2 separate regions of the Sus scrofa genome follow, and region 2 is linked to region 1. The links are chromatin contacts, called in public Hi-C maps. All regions are on one chromosome and are shown on one strand. The core of a region is the stretch at or near the end of the contact, and the rest is flanking DNA. Distances in the headings are between cores, read along the strand shown. Region 1 holds the start of GPT2 (alanine aminotransferase 2). Region 2 holds the start of SHCBP1 (SHC SH2 domain-binding protein 1).

Evidence for each region. Hi-C and Micro-C count contacts between places; a contact is called where the count stands out from the background.
Region 2: a contact with region 1 is called in a Hi-C map of subcutaneous adipose tissue, with 2.1 times the contacts expected there. The contact joins the promoter of SHCBP1 here to the promoter of GPT2 in region 1. A contact is called at or near these places in 1 of 5 promoter capture datasets (fetal skeletal muscle) and 5 of 47 Hi-C or Micro-C datasets (embryonic fibroblasts, epiblast stem cells, fetal skeletal muscle and 2 more).

What each region holds. Positions count from the first base shown.
Region 1 is chr6:37,665,876-37,672,002 of Sscrofa11.1, reverse strand. GPT2 (alanine aminotransferase 2) reads left to right here and starts at 2,308. Exons shown (of 12, transcript XM_003126995.4): 1 at 2,308-2,429; 2 at 2,663-2,926. The coding sequence starts at 2,684.
Region 2 is chr6:38,026,666-38,032,792 of Sscrofa11.1, reverse strand. It overlaps SHCBP1 (SHC SH2 domain-binding protein 1), which reads right to left and starts at 2,924. Exons shown (of 13, transcript XM_021094249.1): 1 at 2,774-2,924. The coding sequence starts at 2,876.

The DNA.
Region 1 (6,127 bases), core at 1,059-3,558:
GTTCCCCGGGGAAAATCTTTTACCTGGAGTCTGAATGCCTATCCATTGAGACAGAGACTGGGAAGGAGCTAGTGTAGACGCAAGTGCTGGAGATAGAACCAGTGATGAGAAGTCCAAATAACTTTCCATGGCCCTCAGCAGGCCAAGCCAGTTTGCTAACATAGGTATACTCAGGGAGATCTTTGGTTTCGGTTGCTCTCCCCATCCCCCTTTTCCCTTAAATGGTAATCAATGTATTTCATCAAAGTATATGACATCCCTTTGATGAGGATGAACAAGAGCGACCCATGGCACTAGGTTCTGAACACTTGGCTTTTTTTTTTTTCCTGCCTTTTGTCTTTTCAGGACCACACCCATGGCATATGGAGGTTCCCAGGCTAGGGGTCTAATCGGAGCTGTAGCTGCCAGCCTATGCCAGAGCCACAGCAACGCCAGATCTGAGCCAGGTCTATGACCTACACCACAGCTCAGAGCAACGCCAGATCCTTAACCCATTGAGCGAGGCCAGGGATCGACCCCACAACCTCAAGATTCCTAGTGGGATTGTTTCTGCTGTGCCAAAACGGGAACTCCCAAAGACTTGGCTTTTATAGTTACCTCACTGAACTTCCCCTGTGGTTTCATGAGGTAGGTGTGTCACCCCATTTCACAGATGAGGAAAGGAGGCTTGCAAAAGCTCAAAGTCAGCCAAGTGGTAAGTGGCTATATGCACTTACATTCAAATCCAGATTTTCTAGTAGTACCTTCTCCCTTACACTGCTGTGTGTGTGTGTGTGTGTGTGTTTAATTTATTTTGTCTTTTTGGAGCCGCACCCGTGGCATATGGAGGTTCCCAGGCTAGGGGTCCAGTTGGAGCTGTAGCTGTTGGCCTACACCAGAGCCATAACAATGCCAGATCTGAGCTGCGTCTGCGACCTACACCACAGCTCACAGCAATCCGGATCCTTAACCCACTGAGCAAGGGCAGGGATCAAACTGCAACCTCACGGCTCCTAGTCAGATTTGTTTTCGCTGTGCCACGACAGGAACTCCTACTGCTGTGTGTTTTAAGCCCCCTCTATTTTCACAAATCTAATGTGTGTGTGTGTTGGGGTGAGAGCCTGTTTATCTGCCTAAACCCACCTGGACACAGAATTTCCAAGCCCAGGAGGGATTTCAGAGGTCATCTAATTCAACTTATTTTGCAGATAGAGAATCTAAGGCTCAGAGAGGGGAAGTGACTTCTACATCCTCTCTGTCAGTTTCGGTGTCTCAGAACAGGTGTCTCCATTCCTACTCTTGCCCTGTTCTCACTCTGGATAAGCCAGGATGCCTTTGCCTACAGACACCTCTGCCAAAAAGAATAGCTGCCTTGAGCTGAGCATTTATTTTTCAAAAAATGTTTACCAGTGCTTACTGTGTGCTGAGAACACTTAGAGATTCTCTGAATACACTGAACAAGAAAAACGCCGTCCCTGCCGCCTGGGGCTTACATGGTTAATGGGGGAGTCAGTAAAAAGTGTCTAAATTTTTGACGCTAGAAAGGAAATTAAGGGGTGATATAGGTGGAGTTTCAAATGCAGCTGTCAGGAAAAGCCTGACCACCTGGTATACATCAGCCGCGGGTCTTTTTTTGTTTTTGTTTTTGCAGGGGTCGGCGGAGGGCACATCTCGGTATGCGGAGGTTCTGGGCCGTGGATGAAACCCGAGCCACAGCGCTAACCTAAGCCACGACAGTGACAACGTGGAATCCTTAGCCTGCTGAGCCACAAGGGAACTCCGTGCTAGTCCCTTAATTTTCACCACACCCTTAGAGGCTGTGAACTGATCTCCGTTTTGCCGACAAGGAAACCGACGTTGAGAGAGGTAAGGGTGACAGTCAAGTCCCAAACTCCTAACCCCCACTTCCTACCAGTCCATGTTGAGCGACCACAGCCACCGCCAGGCCCTGGATGATGAAACTTGGGGCGAGGACTGCACCATCTCTCAGCCTGCGTCCTTGCAGGTGTTGGGGGAGGAGGTGAGTGGGGGAATACGTGACGCGCCTCTAGGGAGAAGCTGCAAATAGCTCGAAATTCGCAGAAGGCTGGGAGGACAGCACCACCAGACCCCCTCCCGGATCCCCATCCCCTCAGCCTGACAAAGAGCCCGCCCAGCTCGCAGCAGAGCCAGACCACCGCTCCCGCCTCTGGCTCGGCCACGGATCAGGCCAGCGCGGTGCACTGTGGGATTTGTAGTTTCGTGGCTCTCCACCTCTGCTCCAAAACTAGCCTGGGGAACTACAAGACCCAGGAGCCAGCGGGCAGGCCTGGACTCGCCCGCTGTGGGTGTGAGAGCGCAGGGGGCCGGGCGGTGCGGGTGCTGGGATGCGGCAGCGGGTGCCAGAACCGAGGAGCAGCCCCGGGCGCGCGCTCTAGTCGGACGACGCGAGGGGCGGCCAGGGGCTACAGGCACGTTGCGTGCATGCATTGGGCGCAGCCTTTGCAGAACCCAGTTGTGCAGTGCTTTGGCTCTGTAGCAGCGCGGTGCAGGGTCCCAGTTGCCGGGGGATGGGCACCAGTCTCCGTAGCCAGGCTGGCACCGCTCGCTGAAAGAGCCCTTGGCTGGGCTTGGGGGCGGGCGCCCGCGTGCCCGTCTTGGGCTGTGCGCGAGGTGTTTGTTCTCTTTCCTTTTTTGTGCCAAGGTTTCTCTGGGCGGGCGCGCGATGCAGCGAGCGGCGGCGCTGGTCCGGCGGGGCTGCTGCCCCCGGACCCTCGGTCCCTGGGGCCGTAGTCAGAGCAGCGCGGCCGCCGAGGCCTCGGCAGTGCTCAAGGTGCGGCCGGAACGGAGCCGGCGTGAGCGCATCCTTACCCTCGAGTCCATGAACCCTCAGGTGAAGGCGGTGGAGTATGCGGTGCGGGGACCCATCGTGCTCAAGGCTGGCGAGATCGAGCTCGAGCTGCAGCGGGTGAGCACAGGCGCCGGGGCCCGTGGGGCGGGAGGGCCGGAGGAGGCTGGAAGAGTAGCAGCTGTTCCCTGCTGGGGTCCGCCGGCTAGGCTTCCTCCCACCCGCGTGGCTACCTTCATTCCGCCAACCCTGGCTAAAACAAGAGAATGCCTACCCGCCCCCGCCCTCCCCCTCGACTCCCATCCCTTCGCCCACTGGTGCCGGGCACCTGGCACAAAGTAAGGCCCTCAAACACGGTTCACTTGTTGAACTGAATTCATCCATTATCATTGAGCTGCTCTTGGTGCCAGGCACTGCCTGCTCTGTGGCTGTCCTACCCGCGTGGAACCAAGATCCATTGGGGGATGGGGTAGGTGGGTGAGGACAACAGACAGTAAAGAAAGAAATGAGAATTTCAGAGGTTATGCTGGGTACCAGGGGAGGAAGACTCTGAGGAGACTTGGATTTGCTTCCAAAGCTTTTTCTCTCTCTGTCTGAGACCTTTGGCGTCATTCCGCCAGTAACGATTCCCTGACAAAAGTGGAGGTGTTGAGGCCCGTCTTGCACAGTTCCTTCCCTTAGGCCTCCTCTGAAACCTTGACTGACAGTCATATCTTGTTCTCTATGGACACAGTCACTCCCAATGGGTAGCAGAAGCATGGGGCTTTGGGGCCTGTGTAGGGTGGCCCTGGGACTTCCTCCTGGTGGCCAGCTGGCTGGGATCTTGACTTGCGTTCATAACTGTGTGTAAAGTGACCATACACCCAGTAGTGATTTCTGCCTCCCTGCAACCAGATGGCTGGGGTGGGCGTAAGAGATCCTTGTGTGGGAGAGTTCTAACTGGGGTGGAATTCAAGGGTAATGTAAAAAAAAGTGAACGCTCTTAAGATTTATAAGAACTGATGAAATAGTCACTGAGCTGCTTCCTCAAGATAGTTCTAACCTAGAAAGGGGGAGAGTTCCTTGATCTCACTCTCCTAGGCATCCGAACTAGATGTCGTGGCGGTGAGTTGGTCACTTAATGTCCCTTGAATGCATGGGAGGAAACAGTAGCGGGACCACAACATTTGGCCTCATTAACACACGAACTGTGGGGGCTTGATGAGCTCCTGGCCTGCTGAGACCTCACTGGAACACCCAGTTCTGCTGACTCGATACATTGAGTTGGACAAGTCAGAGTCCAGTGTCTCCTTCAAACTTCTTGCAGGGAGGGCTAAGTTTAAAGCTTGACCCACAGAAGGTTGGCTCAGTTTCTGTGCCTCTCTGACCAGAGGTGGGCCAGAGGCAGAGAAAATAGGATTTTGCCCCTCTGCTCCTTGTTGATATCTGGCAGACTGGAGCTGACCCTTCTTGAGACATCAGTCTCCCTGTTAAAGCTCAGATTAAATTGTGTCCAGTTTATCACTTTACAACTGATTTCTCTGGTTCCAGAGCTGATAGGGATTCCAGGGACTATCTCTGCCTTTTGTTAAATAGCAGCTTGGGTGTGGGCTCCGTGAAGTATGAGGATGATTAGGACAGAAGAGGATACTGTGTTTGCTTTCAGGGAGCTCATTGCCACATTGTTCTCTGGGTCTGAGCCTCTGTTTCCCCAATTCTTTAAAGACTGGTGGAGGTTTTTAGCAGGCCAAGAAAATGTGAGAGCATTCCAGGTGAAAGCAGGGCCATAAGCAAAGACAGAAGGTTGGGAAGTTCTGTGCATTTGGAGAGCAGTGTCTGGGAGAGGGAGATGGTAGGTGAATGAGACGGAAAAGGACAGCTGGAGTCTTGGATGCTGGGCGCCGGATTTGACGGTGCAAAGTTTAGCAATGCAGTGGGGAACCAGGAAGGTTTTCCGAACAAGGTATGGCTCCATGATTGAGGTGGGCAATTTCTTAGTCATTTGGGCTGAAACCCTATGAGTTCTAGGATAGATGCCCCACTGCCCTGTCCTACCCCTAAGCTGAGACCGTCTCTCTGTCCATCTGTGTTCTCTGAAGCTTTCCTTCAAACTCATCCCTTCTCATTCTCTTCTCACTCAGTCTTAATTGCCTGACTCTAGATGCTGGCAGCCACCACCCCCACCCCACCCTCAAGCCAGCATAGCCTCGCTCAAACCTTTCATACTCAAGAGACAGCCTCTCCCTTTTGCTGGCTTAAACAGTGCCCCTTTTGAGAGAGCCATATTTCCCCAGTCTTTTTTTTTTTTTTTTTTTTTTTTTTCTCGGTTTGACTTGGCTTTGCACAGCTTCAGTTTTCCTACTCTGTTTTGAACTCTAGTCATCAAAAAACTGAATGGATGAGAGTTCCCTTCGTGGGGCAGTGGAAACAAATCTGACTAGGAACTATGAGGTTGTGAGTTCGATCCCTGGCCTCGCTCAGTGGGTTAAGGATCCATCGAGGCTGTGAGCTGTGGTATAGGTCGCAGAGGCGGCTCAGATCCTGCATTGCTGTGGTTGTGGTGTAGGCCAGGAGCTGTAGCTCCGATTTGACCCCTAGCCTGGGAACCTCCGTGTCCCTAAGGTGCAGCCCTGAAAAGCAAAACAAAACAAAACAAAACTGGACAGATGTTACGTTAAAGGGCCTTATTTGATTAGAGGTGGGGTTGGAGGGGATTTGTAGGGAGTAGAGTGACGTGGGGTGAATCTCCTCTCCCCTCTGGGCTTTGGTTTCTTCAGTCTATAAAAGGAGAGGGGTGGTCTGGGGGGCCTAGGGTTTCCCCCTGCCCTGCCCTTGTGCCTCTTTGTTCATCTGAAGGCCTGAAATCCTGTCACCAGGTGCACTGTAACTAGTCCCGGCTGTTTGGCTGGACACATGGCTGTGGGTTTTGCCCATGAGGTGACTTGTCCCACCTTCTGGCGTTGTGGTAGGAGTGGAGGAGAATGCCCAGGAGAGAGCCTGAAGGAGGAGGGGCGCTGGGCTCAGTGGGTGTGAAAGGGGCCTTTCTCCTCCAGCCTGGTCTGTGTGCTCTCAGGGAGGCCCTGTTTCTCCCTGACAGCAGCCCTGAGGGAAGAACCGCTCAGCTTTTGTAGATTCTGGTGTTTTCCCTGGAAGCAACACTTTAAAAAAGCTGCAGTTAGTAGGAATCTTGAAAAGATCTGTCAGTTCCTCCTCAACTTTTTCCCCCCTTATTTTATAGAGGGGGGGGAGGTTGGCCTCAGCGGAGACAGAGGAATGGCTTCTATTGGTAAAAGTACACACATTTCACGCAAAACATGCAGAAAGGGGAATATTGACTACTAT
Region 2 (6,127 bases), core at 1,675-4,174, 360 kb before region 1:
GCTGAAAGCTGCGTTGTAGGTTGCAGATGCAGCTTGGATCCAGCATTGCAGTGGCTGTGGTGTAGGCCGGCAGCTGCAGCTCTGATCTGACCCCTAGCCTGGGAACTTCCATATGCTGCAGGTGCGGTCCTAAAAAGACAATAAAAATTAAAATTTAAAATAAAAATTTTAAAAAAGAGATCCCAAACAAAATATAAACTAATATTTGGGCATGATGCTTTACTTCCCTTTTTTTTTTTTTTTTCACATTGTCAGGAAAGAAAGAACAGTTTTCCAAATTTGAAAATGTCTCAAATCCAACTTCTACTTCAAAACAATATGAACTTAAAATCCTTCATGGGTTAGGTTTTTGTTGCCGTTCTATGTGGTTTCTCAGGGAGGCAAAGAAAGAGGGTTGTTTTTCAATTCAGTGAAAATCACTCAGCCATGATTCTTACTAGAACTTACAATGGTCAAATATCTTTCAGTCATTTTCTCTCCCCAAACAATTTCACAAATCTGCATTAAAATAAGGAGGTGATTTCCTACACTCCCTTTCAAATTGAACCCCCCCCTTTATTTTCTATAAGATCAGCGTGTCACTGCCCCTGAATAAACATGCATGAGTCTTAATAATGCATAAGGCTTACTTCACCAAAGTTACTAGGTTCCTCCTCACTAATTTCAAAGCCTGTGGCTAAAGGAGGGATTAGAAAATGCTAATCGTGTTAGGTCTGGGCTATATGTAATTATGTTTCACAAGGCATTATTTGGCCAGTGGTATATCTAATTCTGTGGAATAAGATGTTTTTAATAGACAAAACGACCATTAAATAAACAATGCTGAGGGTGGCATTTAGACTGGCAAAGTCCTTTCCAGCGGTTCCAGGAAGGGTGTCTGAGGCTGTTATTAGCAGCAGTCTTTCTCTTCCCTCACCCCTTTAATTTCTCTTTCCTTTCCTCCCTCCTTCCAATTCTTTGCCCCAGTTCAGGCCACCAGAATCATGTGACCCCACAGATGACCAAAGTGTACAAGGGTCTCCTGCTCACAGACACCAATGCACCTGAGCCTCCGAGGATATCAGTACCTTACTTACTTACTGTGTGACAATCTCTGTGCCTCAGTTACCTCCTTTAAAAAGGGAAGGTGAGAATCGTATGTCTACTTCAATCAAGTGAATTAAACAAATTAGTTGTTAACCACAACAATACCCCTCACATAACATACAGATATGTTTGTTAAAGAAATAATACTTTCACTTCACACCCATTAGGTGGTTATTATCCCCCCCCCAAAAAAAAAACCAAGAAAAACTACCAGGAAAACAAGTGTTGGCTAGGATGTAGAGAAATAGAAACCCTTATGCATTGTTGGTATGCAGGTAAAATGGTATTACCTCTGTGGAAACTGGTATGGTGGTTCCTTAGCAATTTAAAAATACAATTACCATATGACCCAACAATTCTCCTCTGGGTATATACCCAAAGGATTGTAAACAGAGTCTCCAAGAGATATTTGTACATCCATGTTCACAGCAGCATTATCCACAATAGCTAACACATAGAAGTAACTGATGGATGAATGGGTAAGTAAAATGTGGTATATACATATGATGAAAAATAATTTAGCCTTAAAAAAAGGAAGTTATGACAAGTGCTAGAATATGCATGAACATTGTGCTGGGGGAAATAATCCAGACACCGAAAGAAAAATATTCTGTAATTCCACTGATTGAGGTACTTAGAATAGCCAAAATCATAAAAACAAAGTATAAAGTGGTTGCCAGGGACTGGGAGGAGGGGAGATTGGAGCGTTATTTTTCAATAGGAATAGTTTCAGTTTACAAGATGAAAAGAGTTATGGGACTGGATGGTGGTGATGGCTGCATAACAATCTGGATGTATTTAATACCAATGAACTGTACACTTAAAAAACAGTTAAAATGGTAAATTTTATGTTATGTGTATCTTAACAACAACAAAAATATCTTACTACAGCACAATCCTTTAGAGCCAATTTGAAAGTATCACTTTTCACACATTATCTCACTTCATCTTTACCACTCCATAGCACCATTGCCTGTTTTCCAGATGGGAAAACTGAAGCCAAGTGACTTTTGACAGTCCACAAGAGGGATTAGTAGAGGAATTTTCCAAGTCATTTATATCTTCTTTCTCCAGGACTCCTTCCACTACCAACACAACTGAAAATACTGAAGCAAAACCTGAACCAGCTTAAAATATCGGGGGTGGAGGGTGGGGTGGAATCTCCGTGAAGAGGTAAGAGGTGAGAATCAGACCTGGGTTCTATCTTTAGACACTGTCCCCAATTGGCTCCCCTCCCTGGGCCTGTCATCTGCCTTTAAAGTAGAGTGCAGCTGTCTAGGCCAAGCGTACAAATTTCTCCTCTTTCGCCAAAGGGGAGTGTAGTTCATAATCTCCTTTAGGATGCAAATAAAAAAGACGCGCCCATTCTGCACAGACAAACGCCCCGAGGAGGCCCACCCAGGCAGCCAGGGTAGGAATTCGCAACCCCACCCAACCCCCTCCGGTCCCCAGGAAGCTGAGGCCAGATTGGGCAGGGAGGACAGGAGCTGCCCAAGGGTACTGTCCGACTTCGACGTCCAGAGAGTGAGTCAGGGCCTCGCCCAGCCACCGCCGCCACCCAATCCAGCCGGGTCCGGAAGGCCTACGCCCCAAGCGCCCTCGGAGGGTCTGGACACCACCCCCGGCCGCCGCTGACACGGTCCGCTGAAGGCAGCGGCTCCTCCGGCCTGACTCGGCGGGTACTCACCTTTCTCGAGAGGCGCCGGATGCTCCTCCGCTGACCAGCGGGTGCGCTCGGGCGCCATCGCCTCCGACCCCAGGCCGCCACCGGCCAGCAACCCGTCACCCATTTCAAATTTCCGCGGGCGGCCGCCCAGCCGGGTAAGGTGATGACGCAGGCGCTTCCGATTGGACAATGGGCCTAGGCGCTTGGACCAATTAAAAGAAAGTTTGCCTGGTCCTCTTTCCATACGAGCCCCGCCCCCTTCAGCCTCCCCCCACCCCAGTGACAGTGCCTTGGCGCCATCTACTGGCCGGGCGGACTGCTATTCTGGTCCAAGCTCTTGATGAGCAGAAGGCACTTGAACAAAGTTGAATTAGGACATAATTAGGGATGTTTTGCGAAAACCTGACAAGTCATACCTGGAAATGGAGTAGAGCGGAAAAGGCACTGGCTTGAGAGTCAAAAAACACTGTTTAGACTTGTTTCTGCCATTATTACTGGTGTTAACTTGAGCAAGTCACTTCACCTCACAGATCATCTGCAGTTCTAACAGTATATTGGCCTAGACAGCTCCAAACTTTTCACCATCAAAAATCAATCTCTGGGGAGTTCCCGTCGTGACGCAGCAGAAACGAATCCGACTAGGAACCATGAGGTTGCAGGTTCAATCCCTGGCCTCGCTCAGTGGGTTAAGGATCTGGCGTTGCTGTGAACTGTGGTGTAGGTTGCAGATGCGGCTTGGATCTGGCATTGCCATGGCTCTGCCGTAGGCCAGCAGCAACAGCTCCGATTAACCTAGCCTGGGAACCTCCATATGTCGTGGGTGCAGCCCTAAAAAGACAAAAAACAAAAAACAAAAAAAAAAAACCAATCTCTCTCTCATTTTTTCTCTCTTCCCCTCTTTCATTCACTGCCTATACATAAAAGATATTTTTAAAGAATGTCAAGTTATATCTAGTATGTAAAGGTATGTTTTGGAGTTCCTGCCATGGCTCAGTGGTAATGAACCTGACTAAGATCCATGAGGATGAAGGTTTAATCCCTGGCCTCACTACGTGGATTAAGGATCTGGCGTTGCCATGAGCTGTGATGTAGGTCAAAGACTTGGCGGGGAGCCCAAGTTGCTGTGGCTGTGGCTGTGGCTGTGGCTGTGGCATAGGCCACCAGCTGCAGCTCTCGTATGCCTCGGGTACAGTCCTAAAAAGCAAAATAAATAAAAAGCATGTTTTATCCATGCTTATTAATCAAAGATAACTATAATTCCAGTAATAATGGCTAACATTTATTGAGTACTATGTTCAAGATACTTTCCTGCATATTGTATCTGCATTATCTTAATCAACCTTCAAAAGCCATCCGATGAGACAGGAAATATAATTATTACCAGTCTACAGATGAACAAATGGAATCGCCAATCAATTAAGCAATGCCCAATTTAACCCAGCACAACTTGTATTAGAAACCAGTCAAATTCTTGCATCTACCCTTTAATGCCTCTGCCAGGCCATGAGTAGTGGGAGCTGAGGTGGCCAGGGACAGCGGAGGCTACCAGAACATGGTGGTTTGAGTCCCACCAAAAGCCGAGAGCCTGGTCATAACAGATTTATCACGGGGAAGACATTTCCACTTGCTGCCTTGAAGGAAAACTTTGGACTAGCGTCTCTCATGCCCCCACAGCTGAAACAAAATGGAGCCAGGAGAGGTGATTGTAGCAACCTGCAGTTAATTCAGCTGGCTTCTCCAGGAAACAAGATTTCTTTGTCTCTCAAGTACAATGTCGACCTTATGGCTATTGGTTCACTGAACAAATATTTGTTGAGCACCAGGAGGTGAAAACACACGCAACAATAAAATCAAGACTAGCATTGGGACTTTCTTATAATTCTCCATTTAACCCTTCCACCCGCAAACCCCACAAGGGGCAGGATTTCTCCTCAGCCCTCTTCCCTGGCCTTGAAGACAGCATAGCTCTTCAGTAGTTCAATTATAGAATATTTCCTCAGTCATCAAGAGAATTCCCAAACTAATGCTTCTGGAAAAGTCTTGGAAAAGAACATGCAGCCACAGGGTCAGAGAAAAAAACACCTGTGCTGCTGCAAATTCTATTAAAGACAAATCATTTATTACACGGGCTACATTTCCAAACTTATATTTGCATGGATTATATTGAAAGTTTTAGAGTTTTCCCCTAAGTGGAGACCTTTTAGGAGCACACATCTTGGGAGTTTGCTTTCCCTGCGCCCTCCCCCTAATCCTAAGGAGAAGATTTTGGTTGGTTGGTTGGTTGGTTTTGGCCACACCCACAGCATGTGGAAGTTCCCTGGGCCAGGGATCCAACCTGTGCCACAGCAGCAATCCGGGCTGGATCCTTAACCCACTGAGCCACAAGGAAACTCTGGAAAGGGCTTTTTAATTCTTCCTTTCCAATCCCTTCACTTGCAGCCCATCACAGCCTTCCACCTGCCCTAAGGTGGGGTGGCATCCATTATTCCCAGTCTTTTTTGTATCTCCACTCTTTTTTTTTTTTAATATTTTGACTAACATTTATTAAGAGTATATAATGTACCTGGCTCTTCGCTATAACAATAGTTATAACCTTTAATCTTCAAACAGCCTTGTGAAGTGAGGATTAATTCTTCCTTCTACATATGAGAAATCGAAGGTTCGGGAAACTTTTGTTTATACTTCAATGTCCCATGTGGTACATTTGTACACAATCTATAACATGATCATGCACCCTTATTTTGGTTTCTAGGTTTTTTGCTTGTTTGTTTGCTTTCTATAGGAATTACCAACTAGACATTAAGCTCCTCATCATTAGAGAGTGTCTTCTATTGATTTTGTGGTCATAATGGTATTCATCACGGTGATGGACATATAGCTGTAGTTGACAAGTGAACTGTTTAAAATGGTCATGTAAAAAAAAAAAGGTGGAAAAGGAGTTCCCATTGTGGCTCAGCAGGAACGAACCCACCTAGCATCCATGAGGATGCTGGTTCAATCTCTGACCCCACTCAGTGGGTTCAGAATCCACCATTGCCCTGATTTGTGGTGTTGCATCTCAGACACAGCTTGGATCTGGTGTTGCTATGGCTACAGCATTAAAAAAAAAGGAGGGGGAAACTACATCCCCATAACTGGAGCAGAATAGGATCCTTTGTAGAGGCCATGGAATCTCCCCTCATATCTTCCAGGGAATGGATCCCTGGCTAGGAACTCAAGATCAACTGACATATCTGGTCTGACTCAGTGCTAGTAATGGGTCCACTCTCTTTATCACCATTAGGTCCTTATATGCTGTCTACACACGGACTCAAAATCACTGCCCTTCCCTAAATATTTCCCAAAGCTTAGTTGCAATTTTGAGATGCCGCCTCC